Regions from separate parts of the Hordeum vulgare genome. Here region 2 is linked to region 1. The links are chromatin contacts, called in public Hi-C maps. All regions are on one chromosome and are shown on one strand. The core of a region is the stretch at or near the end of the contact, and the rest is flanking DNA. Distances in the headings are between cores, read along the strand shown.

Region 1 (6,089 bases), core at 1,655-4,154:
TAGTGAGGCAACTCGCGTGTGTCCACTCGAGAATCGGTCGCAACGGGCGACGCATAGGAGTTCCTGCAATAGCTCATCTCCAATTGAGACAATTGGTGGCAGTATGTCGAGACCAGCTGGGCACTTTTCAGGGCGCTTCCGAGGCCGTGTATGCCACCATCCTGGACCTAGCGACTCTTGAAGCTATGGAGGTTCGGGAGATCTATATATTCAGAGTATTACGACGGTCTCACATTGCAAGGTGGTGGTTGATGCAATCAAGCAAGTAGAGATGGCAATGGGTCAGGTTTGAAGCGGGTGGAGCTGGTCCAAATCCAACCCATGACCCATCTTCCTACCGTGTGCCCATCCATCAAAGCATCCAAGGACACAAATTATGCACATGCCCAAACCTATTGGATATCCAGATACCCACAGAGCTCCATGGGCATAGAAAAATCAACATGAAGCCTTCCCAAAGATCAAATGAACTCATCATCGTTAATTAACTACGATTATGTTTAATATTATATTAGTGGAGTTGCGGGGAATTACGAAACATGGGTCAGACTTTGACCTTCTATGGCTGCGAGTGACTTTCGTTGGACATTTTCTTAGTTTGGAGTCACTCCCATAGGGGCTCATGTGTCATACGGTTATCTAGTGGATATCCATGGAGCAAAAATTACAACCGTGTCCAACTCGGCTGTTCATGGCCATCCAGATCCACGGATCCATAAAAAAAATACGTTCCATACCCTTACTCAACCGGGTCGGGTATCCACTGGTATCGAAATCCATGGATAAAATTGTCATCCCTACAAGCAAGTGGCACATCTTCTTGGAAGCAACTAGTTAGGAAGCATTCTTTCAGGATCCTCTAATGATTACTTCAATGCGTCGTTATTTGACGCGTTTTACCGTCGTCACGTGTGATGTTTCTGGGTGTTTTCTTTGAATTTTATTTTTTGCACGTGTTTTTTGATTTTTTAGGTTAGATTTTTTGGATTTTCTTGGTGTTTGGTTTTTCACCGGTCTTTTCAGCTTTTCGATGGAAAAAAGTGCGAAAATCACGTTATCTGTTTTTTTTCTGTGAGAGACACAATTTTGCTTTCATAAGAGGAATGGCCATGACTCTTTAAAACAAAAAAATGTTTTTTTTATTTTTCACGAGAGACACGGTTTTTGCTTTCGTGAGTGCCTCTCGGAAATAAATACAAACATATTTTCTATTTTTTGCAAGGGGTACGGTTTTGCTTCCGCAAGAGACATGATTTTGCTTTCGGGAGAGGCATGGTCGTGCCTTTCGGAATCGGAAAAACGTGTGTTTTTTGTTTTCTTTTGCGAGAGGCACGATTTTGCTTCCGTAAGAGGCACGATTGTGCCTTTCAAAAATGAAAAAAAAATCTATTTTTTTCTATCGCGAGAGGCACGGTTGTTTCTTTGTCCGGCTTTTTTCATGAAAAAAGTTCATCCCAACCTATCAACATGGAATATATTTTTAAAGATCTCGATGCTAGGAACCCAGCAATGGAAACGGTTTGAGATTTCGACGCACTGTTTAAGAGATCAAATGTTTTAAAAATACGGATGTATAAAAAAATATTTTCAGATTACAACAAGTGACACATAAGCAGTGCGTCATTTGTCGTAATCTAAAAAGGTGAGAGTGATCTTTAAAAAAAATACTTCTCAATTAGTGATTTCGAATTTCTTACGATGAAATATAGCTTCGGCTAGCTACTCTTATTTCTTGTAATATTTGTCATGAATGGAGGGCCTCGAATGTTGAGGCTTGTCGTCTTGCAAAGCATGCTTTAACTTTAGGGGTCAGGCACCGTGTTTGGTTTGGGCTACCTAGCGATCTTAACTTCGTCTATGTTATGGTGATAGCTGTATAATAAAACATGTTTGCCTCAACGAAAACATTAGACCATTGGCAGGCCAATCCTATTGGGCGTCACACGCGTCCATAGTGCAATTCTACTAATAGGCGCCTACGGCGACACGCGCTGGGACGGTCCATCTCAGCATTTTTTCCTTTCTGTTCTGAATTAAATAAAAGGACTAGGCGCCGCGGTGAATCGAACTCTCGATCTTCAGCTCAGGTTAGCATATGCAGTAACCACCGCACTACCACACCAGATCACATGACTAATTTTCTTTTGCTCTTTTCTTATTCCTTTTTTGGTTTTCTTTTTTGCTTCTGTTTTTCGTTTTTTTGCTTCTGTTTTTTGTTTTTTGCTTCTCTTTTTTCTTTCTGTTTTTCCTTTTTTTTCTTCATGGCTTGATGATTTTTTATAGTTCGGAAACTTTTTCTTTAAGTCAATGAATTTTTTCAAATTCATCAAACTTTTGTCATAATTGACGAACTTTTTTCAAATTGAATGAAAGTTTTTAAATTTTTGATGAATTTTATCTCAAATTCAATGAATATTTTTAATTTTATGAACTTTTTTTATAATTTGATGAGCTTTTTTCACATCGATGAACTTTTTTAAATTGGATAAACATTTTTTAAATTTGATGAACTTTTTTTCAAAACTAATGAACTCTTTTTATTTTGGTGAACTTTTTTAAAGTGGTGAGGAACTTTTTTCAAATTCAATGAAATATTTTGAAATTCGTTGAACTTTTTTTACACACCGATTAACTTTTTTTCAAATTTGATGAACTTTTTTCAAAATTACTGAACTTTTTATAACTATTAATGAACCTTTATCAAATGTGATAAACATTTTTCAAATATTATTATTTTTATATTTAAAATCTGTCAACATTTTTACCATTGGAAGAAATATTTTTGCAAAATTAATGTACTTAATTTTCCAAAAATCAATGAACACTTTCAGGGCCTATAGGGTGCTGAGCTCTTCGATGGGCCGGCCCAAGGCGGGGCACTGCAGGCGCCAGGAGGGTAAACGGGCGCCTACGGCGCCATATAGTAGGTCCCCAATTGGCAACCTTGTAAAAGGTTAGACAATTGGCTTGTACACCTATGTAGCCAAAGCGGTCTCGCGCACTAAGATCAATATCCAGTCATGATTAATACATGTAAAACACAATTTGGTGTTGATTTTTTTCTTTGTTCTTTTGGGGAAAATACATGATATCTTTTACACATACTTGAATGTCTATTTTAATTTTAAGTTTGCGGACATTGTTTCCAAAAATAATATATTTTTTAAATTATTGTTCTTTTTTAAAAACATGTTGATCTCAAATTATAATAACTAGTCATCAATCCGTGCTTCTGCACGGGCAAGATATAGTTCTTCTTAACGTTGTGTAATTGCATACTATTACAATAATTCAATTTTTCATATAAATGGGTCAACGATATGTACAAAAAGATTGCCATGCTCGGTGTAAATATAGCACAACCACAATTCTACTTCATTCATGTCGAAAAAATTTACACATACAAAGAAAAACAAAGCTATTTCTACCATTTACATAATCACCATTACATCTTTGTGCATTGCTGAGAGCTTCCTCTTTAACTAAAAATCATTTAATTGTGAATGTATCTCTTTTATATCAAATTAAAAAGTAGAGTATGCAGTTATACTTGAAAAACAATTACCCATCAATTTGAAATTTAAAAGGGCATGGTTGTGAAAAATACACCTATTTGAAATACCAATAAAAATTACGGGGTTTATATAGGTTTTTTTGCATGAAACTTTATGTATATGTTCTGAGTTATCATCTTACAATTTAATGATTTCGCATCTTAAATTAATTGGCTCCAGGGTCTTTATCTCATATGGTACGATAGAAATTTCCTTGGCAATCACGCATTAGCTCTCTCTTCCCCATAACGTGATGATTGATAAGTTTTTTACGTGTCTTCTTTAAATTTTTGAGGGAAACATGTACATGTTTTTCAGGAAATTGGGATGTGGGCTCCTTTTATCCTATGACATCAACGTTGAGTACTATTCATTGTGCGTGCTGCTGAAAAATAATTTCGGAAAGATAAGCGTATTGTTTTTTTTCATTTTTCAATGGAACATGCACGTGTTTTTTTCTTGGAATTGGGACGTGGGCAGTTTTTATCCTTGGGCTTAAACGCTTGATAACTTGTCATTATATGTTTACTTATTCTGTAGGCAGATAGAGTCACGTGTATTTTTAGAGAACGTGGTTATGGAGGACTCTTACATGTACGTGCTAGTTTATTCCTTTTATATGTACGTGCAGTTTTTTTTATAAAAACTGTGGCGAAATGTTTCACATGTCAGATGCCTATTTTTTGTGGTATGGGCCCATATGTATCACGTACATTTTCTTTTTATCCTAAACGTTAATTCTACAATCCAACGGTTTAATTAATTTTGATGATGCAGATTAATGAGAGATCTTAAAAAGTGACTCCGATTAGTAAATAGGAGATACTCATGAATATCACATCATTTTCCCATAATTTTGATATATTTTAAAAATGATCATGCATTTAAAAATATGTTTATCATATTTGGAAATTGTGAAAATGTATTTGTTTTCCTTGTAATTTGTTAGAAAAACTGTTCATACCATTACAAAAATTGACACGTCGTTTTGAAAGTTTACGCATTTTAAACCATATCAGAGGTACTTGCCAAAAATGTTCATTAAACATTTGCATAATTTTCCAAAAAAAGTGTACAATTCAAAATAATAGATTTATGATATTTTTGAAAATGCATTTGACAAACAAATGTTCAACATGTGTTCGGATAAATGTTTAACCTGTATTTGAAAAGTGTTTGATGTGTATCTGAAAAATGTTTCACAAGTATTCAAAAAGGTTTGAAAAGTATTTAAAAATTTAATATGTATTTAAAAAATAAAAATAAAATATACCAAAAATAGAGAAACGGTAGATCAGTAGAGAAAAACACAGAAAAGAGGAAATGAACTTACGAAACCTTCCTAAAATCGTACATGTTGTTTCCTTAAAAATCGCTAGCAAAAGTGCACTCTTCGAGTGGGTCGTGGCCCGCTATGAATTGTCAAGTACAAGTGCTTCTTTAATCTTGCACAAGACGGGATATAACGGGTGCGTTCCGGTTCCATTTGCATGTTTGATCCAGTTAGGATTGGCTGAACATATGCATACAAAAAACCCCAACACATGTATATTGATTGGTTGTATCCATTGCATCAAAATTCAACTGGATGCATGTTGTTTGATTGCATCTCTTTGTGTTTCAAGAGTGAGCAGATGCAAAGCGCAACTGTTTGTGTTGGTCCAGTAAAAACCAGGGTACCACGACCCTTCTGCCTCCGTCCCAGGAGGCGACGTTTAGGCTCGCGCGCGGTGAGATGACTGGGCCACAGTCACTCCAGAAGAAGCCGCCTTGCGAGGGGCAAACCTTGAGAGGCCCCTGATCGCCACGCTAGGCCTAGCCGAGGCCACTGAGCACGAGATTGCCTGGCGAGGCTCCCCTTGTGAGGCCGCTCGCCAAAGCCTAACGTACGGTACCGACCGCGGGGCTCCGTGGCCGTCACATGGGTGGCACATCCGCGCAGACAAGGATGACAGAGGTCATGCCAGTAGGCACGGACATGAAGGACTTCCTCTTTGGTCATTAAAGTACAACGTCCGTTGTCTCCCCAAAAGTAGGTTCCCGAAGCTTGCTATTTCGGTGAAAGAAGGCCACGCTGGCGCGGCTCGCCGGAACGGAGGTCATCGCCGAGCCCACGCTGACGCGGCTCGCCGGGACGGAGGTCATCGGCTCGCCGGGATGCTTTGGTAGACGAAGACTGCCTTTAATCAGGATAAGTCTAAGCGCTTGCCCCCTTCAAAATCCCGCCCTGTGGTCACCCTTTCTCGCTTCAATTTTTGGGGGAGAGGACCAAGGCATTATAAGGGTGCAGGGCCACTTCCATGTAAGTGGATCGAGCCATTGTCTCCCCACACCTCGTGTACCTCGAGCACAACTTTGCATTACCGCGCAATCCAACACAAGCAAGAGTAGGGTATTACACCGCATAGTGGCCCGAACCTGGTTAGTCCGTGCGTCCCCTTCGTGCCCGATGAGATTGCGTGAGCTCGTTTTCGGCCTCATTGTAGTTGTTGTTGTGTCGCAGGTTTCCAAGCCAAGCCCCAGTGTTTGAACCCA
Region 2 (6,089 bases), core at 2,117-4,616, 500 kb before region 1:
CCTCCCAATTGCGCTTTGCCAAATCATCCTTAGTGAGAATCACCTTCTTGTAAACCCACATAAAGACTTTGATTCATAAGGGTACTTTGACCTTCCAGATATGAATCAACTTGGAGACTGATGTTGTGTCAATAAGGTTCAAATACATCGATTTCACTATAAAGATGCTATTAGTTGTTAGCTTCCAATGAAGCCTATCGGACTCGTCCGATAACTGGACATCCATGAGTCTTCTGACTAAGTGTAACCAAGCTTCCCATCGACGACCTGTTAAAGCTTTTCGGAATTGAATATTTCGAGGATTAGACTGTAATATTATGACAATGTACGACTTCTTACGTTGCACAATATTATAAAGATGGATATTGTATGGCTAGAGGCGTCTTCCCCAACCCACGTGTCCTCCCATAATCTTGTGGACTCTTTATTTCTAATGATAAATTTAGCTCTATGAAAAAGGCCGCTTACGTTGCTCCTACCTAGGTAGCTAGCAAGAAAAGGTGAATAGAGAAAATAGGCATGAAATTACATAGAAAGTCACGTTCTAATACCATATATTAGAGTACACACTACTACACGCCGGATTAAGGCGATTTTGAATTTTTTTTTTTTCACAATAGCTAGCACTAGCGCAAGCATGAATACCGCCCACAATAGTTTAGACCATGCAGCCCGGATGTGTTATGTCATGCAACAGAGTCCTGCATCTGTCCGCGAGACAGTTAGGACACGTTTTTTCTCCCAAACGGGAAACAAAGTAGGAATGTGTTTGCTAGCGCCGGGAGCGCTACCACGTCCGTGTCTGGCAACCTTGGCCCATCCAAACTCTCCTCGTGAGTGTGTGTTCCCGCTCAACACCGGCTTCACATTGACACCGGTCCATAGCAGACGTGACCTCTGTATTGTAACGACGCGCCGGACGAAAGAGCGTCACCCATTGCACGTCGGGCTGAATATGCCTACCCACCACATTCAAATGGCTACAGATTGCTCGCCCGCCTCCATTAAACCCATGCTTGTGTCAAGCAACATACTTCGGTCACATGTTCGTTCGCAAGACGGTCGATGTTAAACACAACGTTGGTTGGTTCCTCGTGTTCGCCCGCTATTTTAACAAGGCCCGACGCCGGGTGAAGAATCGCATCACATCTCCTCTCCCCATCCCCTCCTTGCGTCATATTCTTCACATGGCATCCGGCGAGCAGGAAGAGGTGTTATCCGGCATAAAATTTCGTTGGGTGGCCCATGCATCAAGCCCGTCGGATACAAGCCAGACAACTCACTGCTTCACCTTCCTAGCCGCTTCAGGCCGTCAATACCATGGGCGAGGCTCCAAGCCGACGCGTGGTTCAGTAACTCACCGCTCCAAGCTAACTCGCGGAGTAGTTACGAGTTTCTCCAGGAGGGCATGTGGATGAGCACGGTGGCACTGGCATCGTGGTTATCGTGGACGAGGCCCGCTGCTCCCGTGCCTGTGACCGCATCATTCGTCTTCTGCCTGCTGGCGCGTCGTCGGCGTGCATAGCCGGTGTCCTGCCTGCTCGCAGGCAACCATCGTCCCCCACCCCAAAAAAACCAGTCTTGATTCATCATTCACGGAAGCGGAGGTCACCCTTCCCCTGCGGCTGAAGCAAATCCATCCGGTGCCACTTCGATGAGCGAAGTTGTCAAGCAAAGAGAAGATGGAGGCTATTCTTCCGCTCTTCCGGAACATATATCTCCAGGTCTCCCGTGATTTCGAGGAGCGTATTGTTGGACATGGGGAAGATATATCATCGAAGTGGAGGGCTGCGGAGGAGGTAGAGGAGGACAACATGATTTTTTAGGGCTCATGGCCGGCCGGAGATGGGGAACGGACCCGAAGGTCATTTTTGTCTATGTCAGAGTCCGGTCTAGCTGAAATCAAAGTTCAGAATATCATATATCGGGGTCATATCAGTTTGGCTTGTACATATCGAATGTCGGAAATCGGATGATATATCGCATGAATATGTTGATATATCGGAAGGAATATATCTAGATTTTTTCCCCAACACTCTTGTATGAAAATGTCTTTTTTAGTAAAAACAAAATGCATGGTGCCAACGCTCTAGGATAACAAATCAAAATTCATAGGTTATGCCTTTCTTAATTAATGAACTATTTAAGATAGATTCACAAAAATCTCACTCTAAGTTCAGGAACAATATGTTATATATGTGTTTTACGAAACATTATGAATGATTGATAATACGATGAAGTTTTAAATACATAATGTTTTTTACACCTCTTTCTGATAAATAATTGTGTTCTTCGATGTACTGGTATATATCGGTGGGCATATCGGCTTACATATCGGTCATATCGGTTCATATTGGATGATATATGTGAAAATGATATTTACAGAATGATATGTTATGTGTATATCAGTGGAGCCCCAAAACTAATATATCGGCCTATATATCGGTTATATCGGCCTAGATTTAAAAGCTTGGCTGAAATACGTCTAAATGTAATGAATTTGCTTCAGTTTAAATGAAGAGCATTTGGTTTTGTAAAAGCCTTCCAAGTATGAATGGATATCGTCCGATTTGTTTGATTTTGTATCAAATTTGTTCATTTTTGATAAAACTTATTTGAAACGTACGCGGACATATGTAGTAGCTTTCTGTTCGCGAACAGATGCGGGAGCGAGGATGCCCTTGAGCAAGTAAATGACGTAGCTACTCATGGGGATTGCCTGCTTGGTGCAAATATACCAAAATTCCGTGAGCAACAGGTCAGTAAGTAAAGGTTAATTCTTGGTGCAGTCATTTGCTGAAGAGAACATATATACTCCCGAGCGCGGCCTGCCGAGCAGCAGCATGCAGTGTACTTTCAGAAGGAGGGTTTCCTTGTTCAGCAAAGGGTACTCTGTTGCTTCTGGTTGCTAGTCCCAAGGTAGCTAGCTATAGCCTTCTCCTCCTCTTCATCCTGCAGCAGCATGCATGCAGTACTATGAGTGAGAAAGACAGAATTAATCATGGCAGAGAGAAAGAAAGCCGGCCGTAGGGGTGCAATGCAAAGATGTGTAGAGAGAGAGGGGGAGGGAGGGAGGGAGAGATACTGGAGTACTAGTACTCTAGATTAAAGAGGGTAGTCATAACGAAGCGTTGTATTGCAGTTAGAAAAGGATGGGAGGAAAAGGCTGTGTCGTTCTGGGGTTGCGATAGCGATGTATGGGGATCTGGTGATCTACGATGCAGGATTGCATACCATGATCTGATTCTGATCGAGGGGGCCGGCCGGGCACTGAATCGAATGCATGCACTCTTCAATTCTGCTGCTGCATCTGCATCAGAGTGCGCCAAAGCAACAAAAAGCTAGCAAAGGAAAAGAAGAAAGCCTGCGACTGCATCGAACCACTTTCTTTGCCTCTCGTGCATATGCATGCATGGCCTTTCGATTCAAAGGGTGCACCACGGTGAGCCGGTACGAGTGGTACCAGAAGCAGTGGTCAATGACCATGACAGAATTCGCTACTGGTACTCCCTATTTCCTAACCACACGACATGAATTGTTTCAGTCGATCAAACTGACGATCCGAGGCCGAACACGCATGGTCTCCCTCCCTCCCCTTGCATCTCCTTCAGTGCACGGCTGGCTAGGTGACTGATGGATCACATGACACGCCTGATGTCAATAGGCATCATCATCATCATCATCATGCGGCCAAGAATTGCCAGATGATACAGTGAAATGACCGAAATGCTAATAGCAAAGAACACGCAGGAAACCAAAGGTGGTAAATAGGGGGGCCTGGCATTTAGCTTCCCAAGGCCAAAACGCACGCACGCACAGTGACCCTGAATCCATCTGATCAAACTCAAGTGGTTAACCATGAAATGGCTCAGCTTTTCTTGGACTCAGCTGCTGCTGGCTGCTGCTGCTCCTTCAAACTGCATAGTTATATATTGCAGGCCTAGCAACTATACCACTAACTGCATGCTTTTGGACCCAAGAATCCTGTCAATGAATCTGCAGGCCTAGCAAGCTAGCTAGCTAGTGGCCTACTACAGAAAACATAGGTCTACCTAGTAGAGAGCATCTCATACTCTATCATGATGGCTTCTTTCTGCATTCAGGGCAATGGACATGGCCGGCTGTGCCTCTGTCTGGCCTGTGATGACAACGACACGATGACTAGTAAGGCCGAGAACCAATCACACTTCCACAGTATATGAGCACAACAACAACAGGAACGTTGTCAATTATATGTGGATTGGAGAGGCTCCGTATAGGTCCTGTTTGGATCCCACTGCTAGACCTAGTTTGAGCTGAACTAGCTCCCAAAGTATCCAAATACATGGGCTAGTTTAGGTTAGATGCAAACAGACCACAAAAAAAACTAGCGCTGAGAAGAGGTGCTAATTGGAGCTAGTTGGGGATGGACAGGTAATAATAATAATATTTTAACCGCATCGGATCCTTTCCTCTCCATCCTCCCGCATCGCACGTCGCTCGGCCTGCTCGCCCCACCCGGCCGCACTCGTCCTGCCCGGCCGCGCTCGCCCCGCCCGCCACGCTCGCCCCGCCCGGCCGCGCTCGCCCCCGCCGGCCGCGCTCGCCCCGCCCGCCGCGCTCGCGCCGCCCGGCCGCGCTCGCCCCGCTCGGCCTGCTCGCCCCCGCCGGCCACCTCCGTAGCGTCCCGTCCAGGCCGCCTCGTCCACCTGCCACCGGTCGCCTCCATCCTCCTCCATATCCCTGCACCAGACCTACATAAAAGCTGGCCACAACAAATCCTGGTTAAAAGATACACATGATTAAAAAAATGCATTTATTGTCAAACTAACCTTTGCATCCAAACACCATCAAAGGCTAGAGTTAGCTCATGGTTAGACTAAAGTTAGAAACTAACTCTAACCTCTAGCTAAGTTAGAGTATCCAAACAGGGTCAGAACAAGAATGAGCTAAACTAGTACTAGTACAATGTTCAAAAAATACTGTACTCTTCTCTGTAGTGCGAGTATACTATGTATCTAGATTCTAGACTGGTAGCAGTTATGAATAATCTAACTTCTTAAATTTTTTGCGTTTTATGACTAGTCTAACTTTGGTAACATATGTTAGATAAAAGATGAGTCTATAAATTAATAAATAAAGTCATTTATAACACTAGTATCATCTTACTTTGCATTATAAAGGTAATAACTTAGACCAGTATCATATGAGTGATACCAGTATAAATTACTTCCCACTATATGCCCAAACTAACTAGATTCTAGAGTATGTATAGTTAATTGTCATTTAAACCTCTAGTCTAACTGGGCTAAGACTATCCGTAGTGGAAGTTACTTCAGCAGTAACATCAAGTCCAACTCAACAAATTTTGCTTATGTGACAATGATTTAATAAAAAGAGAGATGGATTGAGTAACATAGCTAGTTACTCATACTATAAATAACATGACACATACCAAAATAAAATGAGTCTACATGTTAATAAATAAAGTGTTGCATGACATCACACAAATATTACTCCCACTATAAAGGTGGTAACATAGATTAGTAACCATGCGATGTTACTAATAGAAGTTACTCCCCACTATGAGTAGTCTAAAGTGCTACTCCCTCCGCAAAAATGCTACAACTACGTAATCTATTACTTAAGCTTACGTTTCTTTCCTTCTCAACTAATCATCTCCCCCATGATTTTCATAAGGTGGGCCTGGGCCTTTTTCCTCTTCCAACCAGATTAAGCCAAATCAGCCCTTATGTAACTTCCTTAAGTAGTTTTACGTAGGTGTAGCAAAGCTCCTCCGCAAAAATGCTACACCTACGTAATCTATTACTTAAGCTTACGTTTCTTTCCTTCTCAACTAATCATCTCCCCCCTGATTTTCATAGGGTGGGTATGGCCCTTTTTACTCTTCCAACCAGATTAAGCCAAATCAGCCCTTACGTAACTTCCTTAAGTAGTTTTACGTAGGTGTAGCAAAGCTCCTCCCTCGGTCCCAAAATAAGTGTCTCAAGTTTAGTACTATAATTTTTTGCTAGTACAAACTTGAGACACTTATTTTGAAACGGAGGGAGTAGTATCTAAGATGCTTACGGTAACTCGGTAAGGTCTTT

Evidence for each region. Hi-C and Micro-C count contacts between places; a contact is called where the count stands out from the background.
Region 2: a contact with region 1 is called in a Hi-C map of leaf, with 5 times the contacts expected there. The contact joins two enhancer-like sites. A contact is called at or near these places in 2 of 6 Hi-C or Micro-C datasets (both in leaf).

What each region holds. Positions count from the first base shown.
Region 1 is chr7H:437,628,391-437,634,479 of MorexV3_pseudomolecules_assembly, reverse strand. No RefSeq gene overlaps it. Among protein-coding and RNA genes, the nearest start is that of LOC123409955, 110 kb to the left of the region's middle. Within about 2 kb of position 2,904, at least 3 of the 3 cell types and tissues checked have open chromatin away from gene starts, as enhancers often do. A contact at or near this core is called in leaf, where this site is marked.
Region 2 is chr7H:438,129,113-438,135,201 of MorexV3_pseudomolecules_assembly, reverse strand. No RefSeq gene overlaps it. Among protein-coding and RNA genes, the nearest start is that of LOC123409706, 310 kb to the left of the region's middle. Within about 2 kb of position 3,366, at least 1 of the 3 cell types and tissues checked has open chromatin away from gene starts, as enhancers often do. A contact at or near this core is called in leaf, where this site is marked.